Linked DNA regions of Mus musculus: regions 2 and 3 are each linked to region 1. The links are chromatin contacts, called in public promoter capture Hi-C maps. All regions are on one chromosome and are shown on one strand. The core of a region is the stretch at or near the end of the contact, and the rest is flanking DNA. Distances in the headings are between cores, read along the strand shown. Region 1 holds the start of Prcc (papillary renal cell carcinoma (translocation-associated)). Region 2 holds the start of Hax1 (HCLS1 associated X-1). Region 3 holds the start of Il6ra (interleukin 6 receptor, alpha).

Region 1 (4,580 bases), core at 720-3,219:
CTACAGAGCAAGTTATAGGGGGGCATCTAGGACTACATAGAGACCATCAAACAAACAAACACACAAACAAACAAGAAAACACTGTAATCTTAGCTGCCTCTTTTAGAAACTATACTCTAATGCTCATCTAGCCTGGACAGTATCTAGATGGTGAAACAGATTTAAACAGATCCAGTTGTCAATCTCCAGTAAGACTACATGCTGGACTCCATTTTCATATCTGTAAATAGTATGTTAGGGCTGAGGATATGGCCCAGTTGATAAGGATGCTTGCCTAGCATGCACAAAGCCCTAGACATGAATGTAAGCTGCATAAAGCAGGCATGGTGGTGTTCAGCTGTAATCCCAGCACTCAGGAAGGAGATGGAGGAGAATCTGGAGTTTAAGGACAATCTTAGCTACTAAAGTTGAAGCCAGCCTGGACTACCAAATCCTGCTTCTATAGGTTGTAATCCCAGCTACAGGGGAGACTGAAGCAGAACAATCTAAAATTCAAGTCAGTCTAGACAATCTAGAAAAACCATTCCTCAAAATAAACAATGGAAACAGGGCTGGGTTTTGTAGCTCAGTGGAAGAGCATTTACCTACTATGTGTGAGGGAGGCTACAAGTCCAACTCCCATTGTGTGTGGGGGTGAGGGAGAGGCAATACTCAATTTCTTATACCAGGGATAGTGTAATACACTTTTTAATCCAGCACTTGGACTCTGAGACAAGAGGATCACAAGTTGAAGCCCAAGCTGAGCTACACAGTGATTCAAGAAAAGCCTGGGTTACAATACTAGAACCATGTCAAAATAAGTAAACATTCCATCTCTTCTCTAACTCCACTCATGTCCTTTACCTCCTTCCAGCCTTCTTATTTTAGAGATGGGGCAAAGGATAAGGCTGGTCCTGGATGTTCAACAGGAGCACTTTAGTCCCACCAGCTGTCACTTCAGGCGCCACTTTTAACCTGCCCTCAATATGGGAAGAGAAGCCAACTGAGATAAAGATGCTGAAAGGGAAAGAATTGTCTCCATGCATGCGCCTTAAGCCTGTCAGTACCAAGGATACCACGCATCCCTTTCTGCAAGGAAGTCCCAGGTTCCAGAATGCCTCATGGCCAATACCCTAACTCCCCAAAGCAGGCAAGTTCAGGTGAATTTAACCGCCTTCTAAGAGGATTCCAGCGGCTCGGAGTCAACGGATGCGTTTGTCGAGCTCCATTATGGTTACAAGTCCCTCCTACCCCTAAACTCCAGCCCAATGGGACTTGAGGTGCCCCCCCCCTCCATACTCACATCGCCCTTCTGCAGCTCCGGCGCCGCTATCCTAACCGGTTCGGTTCTCTTCTTTGGCTTGGGAAGGCCCAAGGGGGGTCCGACACCGCCCACAGCTGGGGGCAGACTGAGCCCAGGGCCTTGAGGCGATGGCAGCCCCAGCCCCTCTCCAACTCCCGCAGCTTCAGCAGGGCTCACTCCTGCAGGTGGCGGGAAGCCGCCCAGGCCAAAGGGCAGCGGCGGAGGCGGCTGCAGTCTGGGGTCTCCGGTGGGCGGGGGCAGCAGGAGCGGCGGGGGGAAGGCTGGGGCCAGCATCTGGGGGGGCGGGGGCAGCAAGGCCGGGCCTTTGGGTGCAGGAAGAGAAGCGAACAGGCCTCCTAAAGTGGGCCCTGGCATAGGAGCCGCCACATCCTCTTCCTCCGGCTCCGGCTCCGGCTCCGGCTCATCCGGCTCACTATCGTCGCTGCTGGCATAAGCAACCAGAGACATGGCGCCTCCCGCCTTTGGGACGCCCTTGCTGGCAGACTAGGCCTACTTGAGACCCGGGATGTCCCGGCGGCCTAGTAGGCCCTACCAGCGGGCAAGGCGGGGAACCGAAAAGCGCCTCCTGCTCCGTGCTCTAGAACTATCCCCGGCAGGAACCCATGGCTAGGGTTGATTTCCACCGAGTAAGAATTCCCGCTACACTTAAGCTCCTAGCACCAAGCAACTACACACACCTAATGGCCGCCGAGTCACTCCGCCTACTACTCACCTCACAGACTTAAGAACTACAATTCCCAGAGAAGACTTTAGCAACAACCCCATTCTCTACCTCCGGGAACTCAGTGCAAAGCATGGCGGGAATTGCAGTCTAAAGGTGGCGTAAAGGGTGCGCAGAAAGACTGAGCGAAAGCTTCCTCTGATGCAGTGATTCCTGGGATTCGTAGTTTGTTTGTTTGTTTGTTGTTGTGTGTCCTTTCAAGTCCTATGTTACTACAAGCCCCATGGATCAGCGCGGTAGCACGTAAGCATTTAGAGCATTTCGGTACTTGAAGTTCCTCAGAGCAGCTAAGGATTATGGGAGCTGTGGTACCCTTAGAAACTGCAAGTGTTGTCGGGAAAGTGATGAAGTCTGGGAAAGTAAATAGCTTAAAGGGAAAGTTACCTGTAAATAAAACAGTGATGCTTCCGAGTCGACCTGGGTGTTAGAACAAAGCACCCCAAGAAAAGACAAAGCTCTAGGGTACGTTATAAAATTAAGATTGCGAAGCCAGAAAGAAAACGAGGCCGCAGGCATCTGAGAGCATGGCAAGGGTGGTGTCATGCACCTTGAATCCCAGCACTAGGAAGTCAGACGCGGGCGGAGATCTGTGAGTTCGAGGCCAGCCTAGACTATGAAGTGAGGTCCAGGACAGCCAAGGTGACACAGAAAATCCTGTCTCTGTCTCACAGAAAAAAAAAAAAAAAAAAAAAAAAAAAAAAAAAAAAAAGAGTCAGTGCTCTTAACCAATGAATACACCAGTATACATCTAGTAACAGTACACACCTCCCATGAACGCTATCCCCATGAGTGTGGGGACTTGGGCTCCTTCCTCAGCAACTAGTGAGAAGCACGGGAAACTAGGGCAAGGTATTGGAGAATTGGAGATTAATCACTTTACCTCAGTAAAAGGACAGACTATGGCCCGGTACACTTCCAAGTTCTTAGGGGTTGATCACCTGTGCCCACCCTACAGTGCATGTGTCTTTGGCATTCATTTCTTGGCTGGATGTGCTGTCTTCTCGGCCTTTGCGTATGGCCCTCATATCCACCCACTTTTACTGCAGGCTTTTTCACATACTGCCCGTCTATGATGACGTGCTGTGCAACTGCTCTTCCCTGGCTCCCTGTGATTCTGGATCACTTCTGTCACCCTCTAACTGAGGGCCCTCTACTTGCCATGTCCTTTATACATGAACCCATCTCTCTGTGGGTACCTCCCTGCTCCTAAGAGCAGAAAACCTTTGAGGTCAGCCAACAACGAAAGAGCTGCTAGAGTTTGGCAGGGAGGAGGCTAAAGAACGTGGAAAGGGTGCTTTGAGCGAAGGATGAGGATTGTAAAGACTGTGAAAGGATGTGGCTCTTCCTCACCAGCCTCCTCGCCATGTGTCTGAACATTTGGCTTCATACACAAACTTATACCACCTTCTCTAGACATCTGCTTAAATCTCCCAGAATAACTTGTATACACCTGTGTTTAAACTATACTGAGTTTAGGCAGCTCAACATTACAGTGCTTAGCTAGCATGCACGTATGTACATGATTCAGAATTTGACACCCCACTGATACCTGTCCCCCCCCCAAAAAAAATTAAGATTTATTTATAGCCCAACAGTGGTGGCGCACGCCTTTAATCCCAGCACTTGGGCACTTAGGAGGCAGAGGCAGGCAGATTTCTGAGTTCAAAGCCAGCCTGGTCTACAGAGTGAGCTCCAGGACAGCCAGGGCTACACAGAGAAACCCTGTCTTGAAAAAAATATATATTGCCAGGCGTGGTGGTACATGCCTTTAATCCCAGCACTTGGGAGGCAGAGGCAGGCATATTTCTGAGTTCAAGGCCAGCCTGGTCTACAAAGTGAGTTCCAGGACAGCCAGGGCTATACAGAAAAACCCTGTCTCGAAAAAACAAACAAATATATTTTATGCGAGTACACTGAAGCTTTCTTCAGACATACCAGAAGAGGGCATCAGATCCCATTACAGATGGTTGTGAGCCACCATGATGTGGTTGCTGGGACTCAGGACCTCTGGAAGAGTAGTCAGTGATCTTAACCACCCAGCCATCTCTCTGTGCCACCCCAAAAACAAATTTTAATGTATATAAGGAAAATGTGCCCTAGGAAAACTGAAAACTACAAATCCTTGCCTGGGCATAGTGCACATGTCACCACCGCCCGGCTTGTTTTTTTTTTGTTTTTTTGTTTTTTTTCTAAAGAAAGAATACCAACGGGCAGCAGTGGTGCACACCTTTAATCCCATCACTTGGGAGGCAGAGGCAAATGGATTTCTGAGTTCGAGGCCAGCCTGGTCTACAGAGTGAGTTCCAGGACAGCCAGGGCTATACAGAGAAACCCTGTCTAGAAAAAGAAAAGAAAGAAAAAAAGAAAGAAAGAAAGAAAGAAAGAAAGAAAGAAAGAAAGAAAGAAAGAAAGAAAGAAAGAAAAGTCCAATATTGATTTCTGTCCTCTTTCTCTCTCTCTCTCTCTCTCTCTCTCTCTCTCTCTCTCACACACACACACACACACACAAACACACACTCACACACTCACAAATACAGAGCTGATTATGGTAGCTCA
Region 2 (4,580 bases), core at 1,018-3,517, 2.1 Mb after region 1:
GCCTCCCGAGTGCTGGGATTAAAAGCGTGTGCCACCACGCCCGGCTAAGAACGAATCTTAAAAGTGCAGGAAAGAATTTCAGGAATTCTTTTTCGTAGAAGTCCATATAAAACTAAGGAAGAAGGTATGTGAATATAAGCTGCCCAAATGGAAGTATTTCTGGGGTTTTGGAACAAGGGAGGAATATGGGTTCTCTGACCTTCAAGTTTAAGATTGGAAGGTGTCAAACCGGGCATGGTGGTGCACGCCTTTAATCCCAGCACTCCGGAGGCAGAGGCAGGCAGATTTCTGAGTTCGAGGCCAGCCTGGTCTACAGAGTGAGTTCCAGGACAGCCAGGGCTACACAGAGAAACCCTGTCTTGAAACAAACAAACAAACAAAAAACAAAACAAAACACCAACAAACAGCAACAAAATCCTAACTAACAAACTCAGAGGCAGGAGATCCCTGAGTTTGAGGCCAGCATGGTCTATATAGCAAGTTCCAGGTCAGCCAATACTACAGAGACTCCGTCTCAAAATACATAAACAAACAAATCAAATCAAATAAGAGAGGGGAGGGGACACTCTTGTAGAGGACCATAGTTTATAGTTCCCAGCAAGAGCATGGTGGCTCATAACCATACATAATTTGAGTTCCAGGGGATTCAATATCCTTTTTGACCTCTGTGGGCACAGGTACATGTGGTACAGAGACATTCAAGCAGGCAAAACACTCATACATATAAAAGAAAATAAATCTTAGATGAGGTGTGGTGGCACACATTTAATCCAGAGGCAGGCAGATATCTAAATCTATACAGTGAAGTAAGTTTCAAAACGAAAATCCCAATAATGAAGAAAATCTGGATAAATGAACTAATTAAAGGGGCTAAAATTGCAACTCAACTCTAAGAGATCCCACCAAGGGCTTACAGTTCAGGTGCAGAGAGTACTCACCCTATGAAAAGGTCCCTGCGACCCCCAATCTGGAGCTGGTTTTGGGGATTCAGGTTTTGCATGACTCTCCAAGACCCCCTCAAAGATCCTGGGTTGGTGACTATCTGGGTACTTAAGCATTGAGTCTCGTAGTGTCTGCCCCTCCCGCAGTCTCTCACCAGGTGTTTCTGACTCAGGACCTGGAAGTTCTGTAGAAAGTTGGTAGGTGATTCTGGGATAGGAAAGGCCTTAAACATTTTAAGTCTTTTAAAAATCAATTTCTGTAGACTATCCCAACTACTCTGCAAGTTCTGTTATTCATCACTAACCCACTAGAAACCCATAGGGTCTCCCTCAGGGAAATTCACACACCAGGAGAGTGGGAAGGCAAGGTCCAGGCCCCCATCTCGCTGAAGATGCTATTAAAATCTCGTACTAGATCATCAAAGCCAAAGTTGCCGTGGAATCGCATCCCTCCCCTGGGGCTGAAGCTGAAACCGAATTCCTCTGGAGGCTGAGAACCATCAAACGCATAGCTCTCTCGACCCCACGCGCCTCTGTCTTCCTCCGCTTCGTCATCATCATCATCATCGTCGTCATCATCTCGAGTCATCCCTCCAAAAAAAGGATCTCTGTGGCTGAGAGTGAAGGCAAATAAGCCACGAAGACTTCAACACTGTCTAAGCCATAAAAATCAACACAAGGGCAGCAAACTGGGCCAAAGAGGGGTCTGGGCAGCTGAAAACACAGGAGATCTGGTTTCAGAACAACGTTGATGGATCTATTAGGGTTTTGTATTGTTTCTAAACAGAGCCTCTCCGCACCTCCCAACAGCTGCCAGACGACCCATGGTTTTTCTTCAGGGTCATCCAGCCTACTACTAATCGCCCAATTACTTGCTCATGGTCCTCTTCCCCAGACCCCCATTGTTTTCTCCGCCCAGGTCCCTGTTGCATCACCCAGGTCTGGAGAAAGCTGCCGTTTCTGTCCTCTTAACCACTGCTTTGATTACTGTGGCGGGGTGAGTACTCAAGAATGCGATCTTTGACCTCTCAGCAGGAGTTGAAGGGGGCGGGAAAGGAAGCTTTCCAAAAATATGATGAAGGGGTCAAGTGTCCACCAAAACACCCCTCCCGTATATCCAGCCCAGAACTATTCTCACCTCCGAGGTCCAGGAAAGCCGAAAAAGCCTCGGAAAAGATCAAAGACGCTCATTCCAGTAGGGGCACTAGAAACTTTGAAGCTCTGCAGCCCATGGGCAACACGAGACCACGACCAGCTTACGCTACCCTGTCGGATATAGCCAGGGCTCAGCGTTCGCTGCCGGAAAGCAACCCTACGGTGCGGCGTTGTCGTAAAAGTCGTAAGCCGGAGGAAGAGGCGGGGCTGACCGTGCTCCTCAGACACGAAGCTTCTATACGCTACCTTTCAGTTTTGAGTGAGGGTGGACGTGCGAAATTCCCAGTTCAAGATCACGTCCCTTCTAGGAGATTCTTTCTCCTGCTGATCTGCCAGGCCCCCGAGGGGGGTTTCCGTTTCTCTCTGGAGGGTCCCAGGTAGCCGCCAGAGGGAGTGGCCTGTTCAGAGGCCTGCTTCACCCCAGGATCAGAAAACACCCCCCACCTTGTGTTTTGTTTTAGACTGATGTCGGTGACGTCTAATACTAGGCTAGGCGAAGTTACCTAGTTCCTTAAACCGCGATTTCCCTACTGCTGAATAAAGATGCTAGGAATCTCTTCAGCTAGTAGGGAGTTTTTAAGCTTGTTTTTTTCGATACAGGGTTTCTGTGTGGTGTTCAGACTGTCCTGGAACTGATTGTAGACCAAAGGGGCTTACAAACCCGCCTGCCTAATGCCTCCCAGATGCTGGGATTTAAGGCGGTTACCACCACACGCTGCTTTTAAAAAACTAAACAGATGGCCAACTAACAAGGTAAGATTTGTAGACTAGGCAGGAACGAGAAGCTACTTGTGTCTTGGGAAAACCATGCCGTAATGAAATTTGATGGTGTTTTAATCCACTCGGGAGGTATAAGGCCAGCCTGCTCCTCACTGAGTTTCAGGCAAGTCGGCTACAGAGTGAGACTCTGACTCAAAATAAACAGACCTCCCTCACCTCCTCAGCACAGAGGATATTTGCAGTTTTGGAAGGCTGAAACAGGATCTCGAGTCCCTGGCAATATGGCTCTTACAAAGAAAAATGAAACTTCTCTTTCACGTAATTGAAGTCCAAAAACCTTTTACTGCACCATGCCCCCACCCCAGGTCTTGCTCTAAGATCATCCATTCTTTTCCCAAAATGTAGGCATTTCAAAGCCACATAAAATAGGCAAGGCAGGGTGTAGTGCTGACAACCTTTAACCTTAGCACTCAAGAGGTAGAAGCAGGCAGATCTCTGAATGTGAGACCAACCTGGTCTCCACACCAAGCTCCAGGCCAGTCAGGGTTACATAGTGAGACTGTCTCAAAAACATAACTCAGAGAACAAGAACTACTATACTCCTCCAAAGAGAAAAAGACCCCAAGATTGAGTTCTGCCGGCCAGCAGCTAATGCTGGCTTGAGACTTCAGAATCCTTTAAAACCATGCTTAGATTCCCACAAGGTCCTTTGCCTTCTAAATGTCCTTAGCTCCTTCCCCTTTCACTTCCTGAAACGTGCTGTAGATGAGGCAGTTTCTAGAAGAAATGAAGATTTGCAGTAGTTCTTTCCAGTCACAGAATGTATAAGGAAATCCCCTTAAGGGCAAAATATTAGCACATTAAGGTGAGAGATCTTAAAGGGCAAAGATTTCACTTTATTCCACAGCCTTCGAGCCTGCTAGAAGAGGCCCCAGTTGGTACGGTAATACTTATTCACCAAGCTGGTCATCGACGAGAGTGAGGATATCCTAGACGGAGCAAGAATGGGCAGAGGCTGAAGGTAGAGGTTTGTTTTTTTTTTCTCCTTTTTTTATATATATATGTATATATATATATATACAAGACACATTAATCCATTAAATTTGAAGACACAGTACAAAAAAAAACACTTCAACTAATCCATCTGACAATGCTGTTCATATTTATGACGCCATTTTGTGTGTGTGTGTGTGTGTGTGTGTGTGTGTGTGTGTGTGTCTGTATGTGTGTGTGTGGTTTGGTTTTCCTAATAATAAAGGAGGAGACTTAGGGCTGTTGGGCTGATATATATTTGGGGGGGGGGTCACCTTCCCACCTCACCCATACACCACCAGGGTGAACAGGAAGAAGTGAAGGAAAGGCAGGGCCCACAGCAAAGTTTCATAATCTTGAATGCAAAGAGAAAGGAGGAAGAGGAGGGGAGGAGAAGAAAATACAAATCCTATAATACATACAACAGGGTGGGATGGTATAGGGATGGGACAGACATGAAGCTGAGGTGTGGGATGGGCCGCTGGGGGTGTGGAGCAGCGGAATCGCCCCACATTCTTTTCTCTCTTTGATGCTGTTTCCATAGTTTCCAGGCTGAGAAGCCCTCTCAGAAGATGGGACAGGAGAAGAGGGTCAGGGCCTCAGTTGGCCCCCCAGCTGTAGCTGTTGTAGGCAGACTTGTTGGTCTGGGGCTTCTGCGGGATGGAGCTGGTCTGGCTACGTTGCCCGCTGCCCGTCTGCAGGGGAATGGGAAGGTTATGGGGGAGGAAAAAG
Region 3 (4,580 bases), core at 695-3,194, 2.0 Mb after region 1:
ACATCTCAGTCATTTGCTCCACACTTCCTGTTTGGTGCTTGTTTCTTGATTGTCACTCTCCAGTTTGTAGCTGTGCAAGTGTGGGTGTGGGAGATGGGCTGGGGACTTCTCTGCCTCTTCCTTCTAAACTGGCAGGGCTTTCACTTCCTCCCCAGACTCCCAGTTCTGCCTTCTAAAGGCTGTTTGGGTCAGAAGACACCCCCACCCTTGGGTGTCCTTTCTGAACCACAGGAAAACAGAACTCGCTGTCTCCGAAGTGCCTTGCAGCTCCTTAGGAACAAAGGGAAGTGGTGGTGGGGGCGCTGGGGTATGTTGAGTAGTAACTGAGACAGGCAGAGAGGCCCAGTCCTGCTCTCCCAAGATGGAAGAGAGGACCTCAGTCCTGCCTGGCACCATGAACAGCTAAGCGGGGATCTTCTCTTTCATCAGTGTCTTCTCCCCCAGAATCCCACCAGATGATAGTGGTGCTCAGCCTACCCCAGACGCCCTCAGCTGTACCCACAGGAGAACACTGAGACACGGAGGGGCCTGATGCTTCCCATTGCATCTCTCTGAACCTCAGGCTCCTCCCAAAGCTTTATGTCAATCCTGTAGAGGATTAAAAACGTGTAAAATACAGGGTGGGTTAATACCTGAAATCCCAGCACTCAAGAGATAGAGGCAGAAGAGGCACAAGTTTGAGGCCAGCCTGGGTTATGGGAGAGCCTGTCTAATATATATATATATTTTCTTTATATATATATATATAAAGAAAATATAGGTAGGGGTAACAAACCAAGCTTGAGGAATTCTACCTTCCAGGCAGAAAGAAAGCCTGGAAGCCACTGTCCCCACGACCAGCACAGGATAAATCTCCCCCATGTCCTTTGGCTCTTTCTATGTTGTTGAATAAGCCCTCAGCCCCTAAAATAACCTGTAGAGAAGCAGTCTCCCAGTTCCTCCAGAAGAGACCAGGCAGGCTGCTGGGCCTGAAGCCAGAGCCCACAGAGAGGCCTAGACCTACAAGGCAGAGTGCAAGGAAGGTAAACACAGTGCCCCTACCCTACCCTCCGCCTGGTCCACCTGCTAATCAGGGAGGGCTGGGGCAGGGGGCGGAGGCACAGTTCCAAGAGGTCCCACATCCTTTGCTGTCAAACTCACAGGATTGGGATGGATGTGGGTGTTGGCATTCTGCATGCTAGGGCTAGTTGGCTAAAGGAGTAAGTTTGTGAGGCGGGAACACCCATGACTCAGAGCCCATGATGTCAGACCCTTCACCGTCGGGTCACTGTCATTACACACGACATGGAATGTAGTAGAACTAAGGAAAGCCACGCGAGGTGCCACAACTAAAGCAGAGAGAGCCAGTGGCATAAAGGACTCTCCAGAAGGGACTACTACTGTTCCACTAGGGCGCGCCCTCTGGGTATCTCTTTTTGGAGCGACCCGGGATGCAGTTGAGTAAGACTGGGAACACTGGGAACCAGACACCAGAGTCAGGTTTCAGGAAAACACACTGTCCTGTACTCAGACTTGAGGTAACTGGCCAGACACAGACAGGAGCACGCAGTTATAGGCGCTAGACGCAACAGGGGGCGCGCGAACCTCCACCGCGTCAGCACAGGTGAGTCAGCCCAGGCTAGCAGCCGGTACCGGCGGGGCTCACTCTGCGAACGGAACCAGACAGTGTCACATTCCCCACGCCCGCTCCGGGTTCCTCTTACCCAGCGCGCGGCAGCTCCCGAGGACCAGCGCGACCGCGGGCGCGGCCAGCAGGGCGACCAACAGCGTGCAGCCGACGGTCAGCATGCTTCCTTCTACGCGGGACGGCGGGCGGCAGAGCGGCTCCGCAGCCGGGGCCGGGCGGCCGGCAGACTGGGGCAGCGAGAGCAGTCGCCCTCGGCCTCGGGCTCCACACTCAGCTCGCACTGCGAGCGCTCGCCCCGGCGTGGCTCAGATCGGTGTGGGCGCGACTTCCCACATGCACGTGACACACAGCAGCCGGCCGTCCTGGCAACAGTGAAACATTTGAGGAACCGGTGCTGAAGCTCCTCTTGGCAGCCCCGGCTCGCGGTTACGAAAGCCCAGTAGGATGGCGCAATCGGCCAGCGCTCCGGGCCACCGGAGGGGGTTACTTCCTGCAGCCGCGCCACACCTGAGCCCCCAGGGACCCCCACCAGGGCCCCTCCCCAGGTTTTGACGCTGAGATAAGGAGAAATATCCCCCTCCTTCCTTCCATCCGCGCCTCCGCTTGAGTTTTGCTTTCATGAGCGCCAGCCAGTGGCTCTGGCTGTTAAAGTAGAAGGCAGGTCAGTGTCCTGGGTGCTTACGGGAATCAAACAGGGAATCCGAAAAGACACCGATGTCTGCTTCGAGCCCAGAGATTGTGATTTAATTGGTCTGAAGGAAAACTTAGGCGTCCATAACCTGAGAAAAAGATTTCCTCTCATCTTCCAGTGGAGGAGCAGCTCTTTGAAGGCTACTGCAGAGGCAACGAAACCAGTGTGCGCTTTTGAGTCTGGCCCAGAGACACATGTGTTACCCTCCTCAAGATTGCTATCCCGATCCGGAAGTCTCAGTTTTCTCACCTATTAGAGATGTATTTTTAAGCCCATGATAAAGATTCCTGGAAACACTGTCGATGTACCTGGAGCCTAACTGCTCAACAAGGAGTAGGGCTTTGATTACCCATCATGACTTGACTGGACACAAAGGAACCGGCGTTTGCTATTTACCAGACTCCACCAAGGTTCCCTTCCAAGCTACAGAGCTTGAAGCTACAGGGCAGCTTCCCATGCAAATGCAGAGGGAAAGAAACACACTGAAAAGAAAATTTAGGGCTGGTGAGATGGCTCAGCGGTTAAACGCACTGACTGACTTCCGGAGATCATGAGTTCAAATCCCAGCAACATGGTAGCTCACAACCATCTGTAATGAGAAACAAATAAAACCTATGGGCCTGAGCGAGCCGGGCCGGAGCAAGAGGGAGAAGGGAAGGGATAAGAAAAAAAAAAGAAAGAAAAGAAAATGTAGATGGGGAGCCCTGGACCTACACCAGTATGTTTTAATGTATTCTTCCATTTCAGGGTTCAGCTGATTAGAGTCCATGGGGCAACTGGAATGTGTGTGTGCTGGCTGAACCCCTAAATAAGACATGACCTTATTTAAGCAACATGCTGGCCTCAGACCTAGGCATCCACCGCTCTCTGTGGATGTCAGAACCAAACCTGTACCCAGGACAATGGGATTGGTTTTGATGGCACTTCCTCAGCCACGCTATAAGTCGGAGAGAAAGGCATGGTTGTTCTCTCTCCCTGTGGTGGGGCAGGCATTTGGGAAGCAGAAGCAGGTGAATAGCTGTGAGTCTAAGGCCCTGTCTAAAAAAAATACATATTTTTTTCTCCTGCTATTTAAAATGGGATTAAATAGCAAGAGGATGTGGTAGTACACACCTGTAATCCCAAAACTCTGGAGGCTGAGGCAGGAAGATCCAGAGTTCGAGGCAAGCATAGTGGAACTTGCCCTATCTTAAAAATATAATTAATTTCCAACAGACTCTCATTGTGCTGCCTCCTTCCTTTCTGTGGTAAACAGAGACCTGAAAATAATTGCAGAGAGACAAGTTGCTGGCCTGAAACAGGAAGGCTACAGAAGGCTGCCAGCTCAGATAGAAGGAATGTTGAAGGCAAGAGCAGACATCTCAGACACGACCCGGCAACCCTGGCCAAGTGGCTTCCCCCCATCCACCCCGTTTTGATCCTGGAGTGTGGGGGGGGGGGTGTTCCATAGTCAGATGAGTTTAGTTCCCATCCCAGGTCTACTGCTTGATAGCTGTAGGATTTGGGCAAGTTATAGTTAATTTCTCTGTGTTGTTTAGATATTTCTCAACCCTAATTTTAATGATGGTTTTTAAACACTTTAACCTCCCTCCTAGAGGCAGTGGAAATGGAAAGTTATTAGGATACAGGAATTAGGTAGTTAGGATATTAGGAGGTGGATCTGTCTAGAAATTGTTCTTTGGAGCAAATCCCATCCACTTGCAAATACTTGATGAATATAGCAGCAGTCCAGGTCGGTAGTGTCAGGATAACAAACACAAATCAACAGCAGTGTTGGCACAACCTAGCAGAAACAGCCAGGCCTCGGCCGAATCTGCATGAGTTAGCAGGAGTGATTAGGCCTGGAGAAGTTCTTTGCCTTACTTCTCTTAACAAAGTGAAGATCAGCGAAGAAGACCAGGAAGCATTGCAAAGCTAGCTATGCAAGCAAGCCCTTTCCCACTGTCCATTGAGTCTTAGTTATCCGCTCTCCAAACATAACGTGTTCTCAAATGGGTCTCGCCTCAGTATGTGAGTCTGTCTTAGCAAAACTCCACTTGAGTCTGTATCAGCTGACATCACTCTGCCCGAGTCCATGGAAGCAGCAAGAAGCCACCAGAACACCACTAGAAACGTTTCCAGTATGTTTCTCTCTATGGAGTCACAACAAATGGAGCTCAACAATGAAATGTAAGGTGAACTGATCCTTGCATGTAGTTAGAGAAGAATCCTACATCATGGGTCCTTTCACGGGTCTGCTTTAGCAAAACATCCTTTTACCTT

The links. Promoter capture Hi-C pulls out the DNA fragments that hold promoters and counts their contacts.
Region 2: a contact with region 1 is called in a promoter capture Hi-C map of pre-B cells, with 7 times the contacts expected there. The contact joins the promoter of Hax1 here to the promoter of Prcc in region 1. A contact is called at or near these places in 4 of 39 promoter capture datasets (cranial neural crest, hippocampal neurons, liver and 1 more).
Region 3: a promoter capture Hi-C map of pre-B cells shows a contact between it and region 1, with 3 times the contacts expected there. The contact joins the promoter of Il6ra here to the promoter of Prcc in region 1. A contact is called at or near these places in 2 of 39 promoter capture datasets (liver and pre-B cells).

What each region holds. Positions count from the first base shown.
Region 1 is chr3:87,883,593-87,888,172 of GRCm38.p6, forward strand. Prcc (papillary renal cell carcinoma (translocation-associated)) reads right to left here and starts at 1,970. Exons shown (of 7, transcript NM_033573.2): 1 at 1,283-1,970. The coding sequence starts at 1,750.
Region 2 is chr3:89,996,449-90,001,028 of GRCm38.p6, forward strand. It overlaps Hax1 (HCLS1 associated X-1), which reads right to left and starts at 2,268. Exons shown (of 7, transcript NM_011826.4): 1 at 2,080-2,268; 2 at 1,290-1,555; 3 at 939-1,126. The coding sequence starts at 2,132. Gm19710 (predicted gene, 19710) reads left to right here and starts at 2,312. Exons shown (of 4, transcript NR_045749.1): 1 at 2,312-2,473; 2 at 2,697-2,849; 3 at 3,724-3,837. Ubap2l (ubiquitin-associated protein 2-like) reads right to left here. Exons shown (of 28, transcript NM_001165984.1): 28 at 3,840-4,543. The coding sequence ends at 4,448.
Region 3 is chr3:89,911,252-89,915,831 of GRCm38.p6, forward strand. Il6ra (interleukin 6 receptor, alpha) reads right to left here and starts at 1,945. Exons shown (of 10, transcript NM_001310676.1): 1 at 1,704-1,945. The coding sequence starts at 1,788.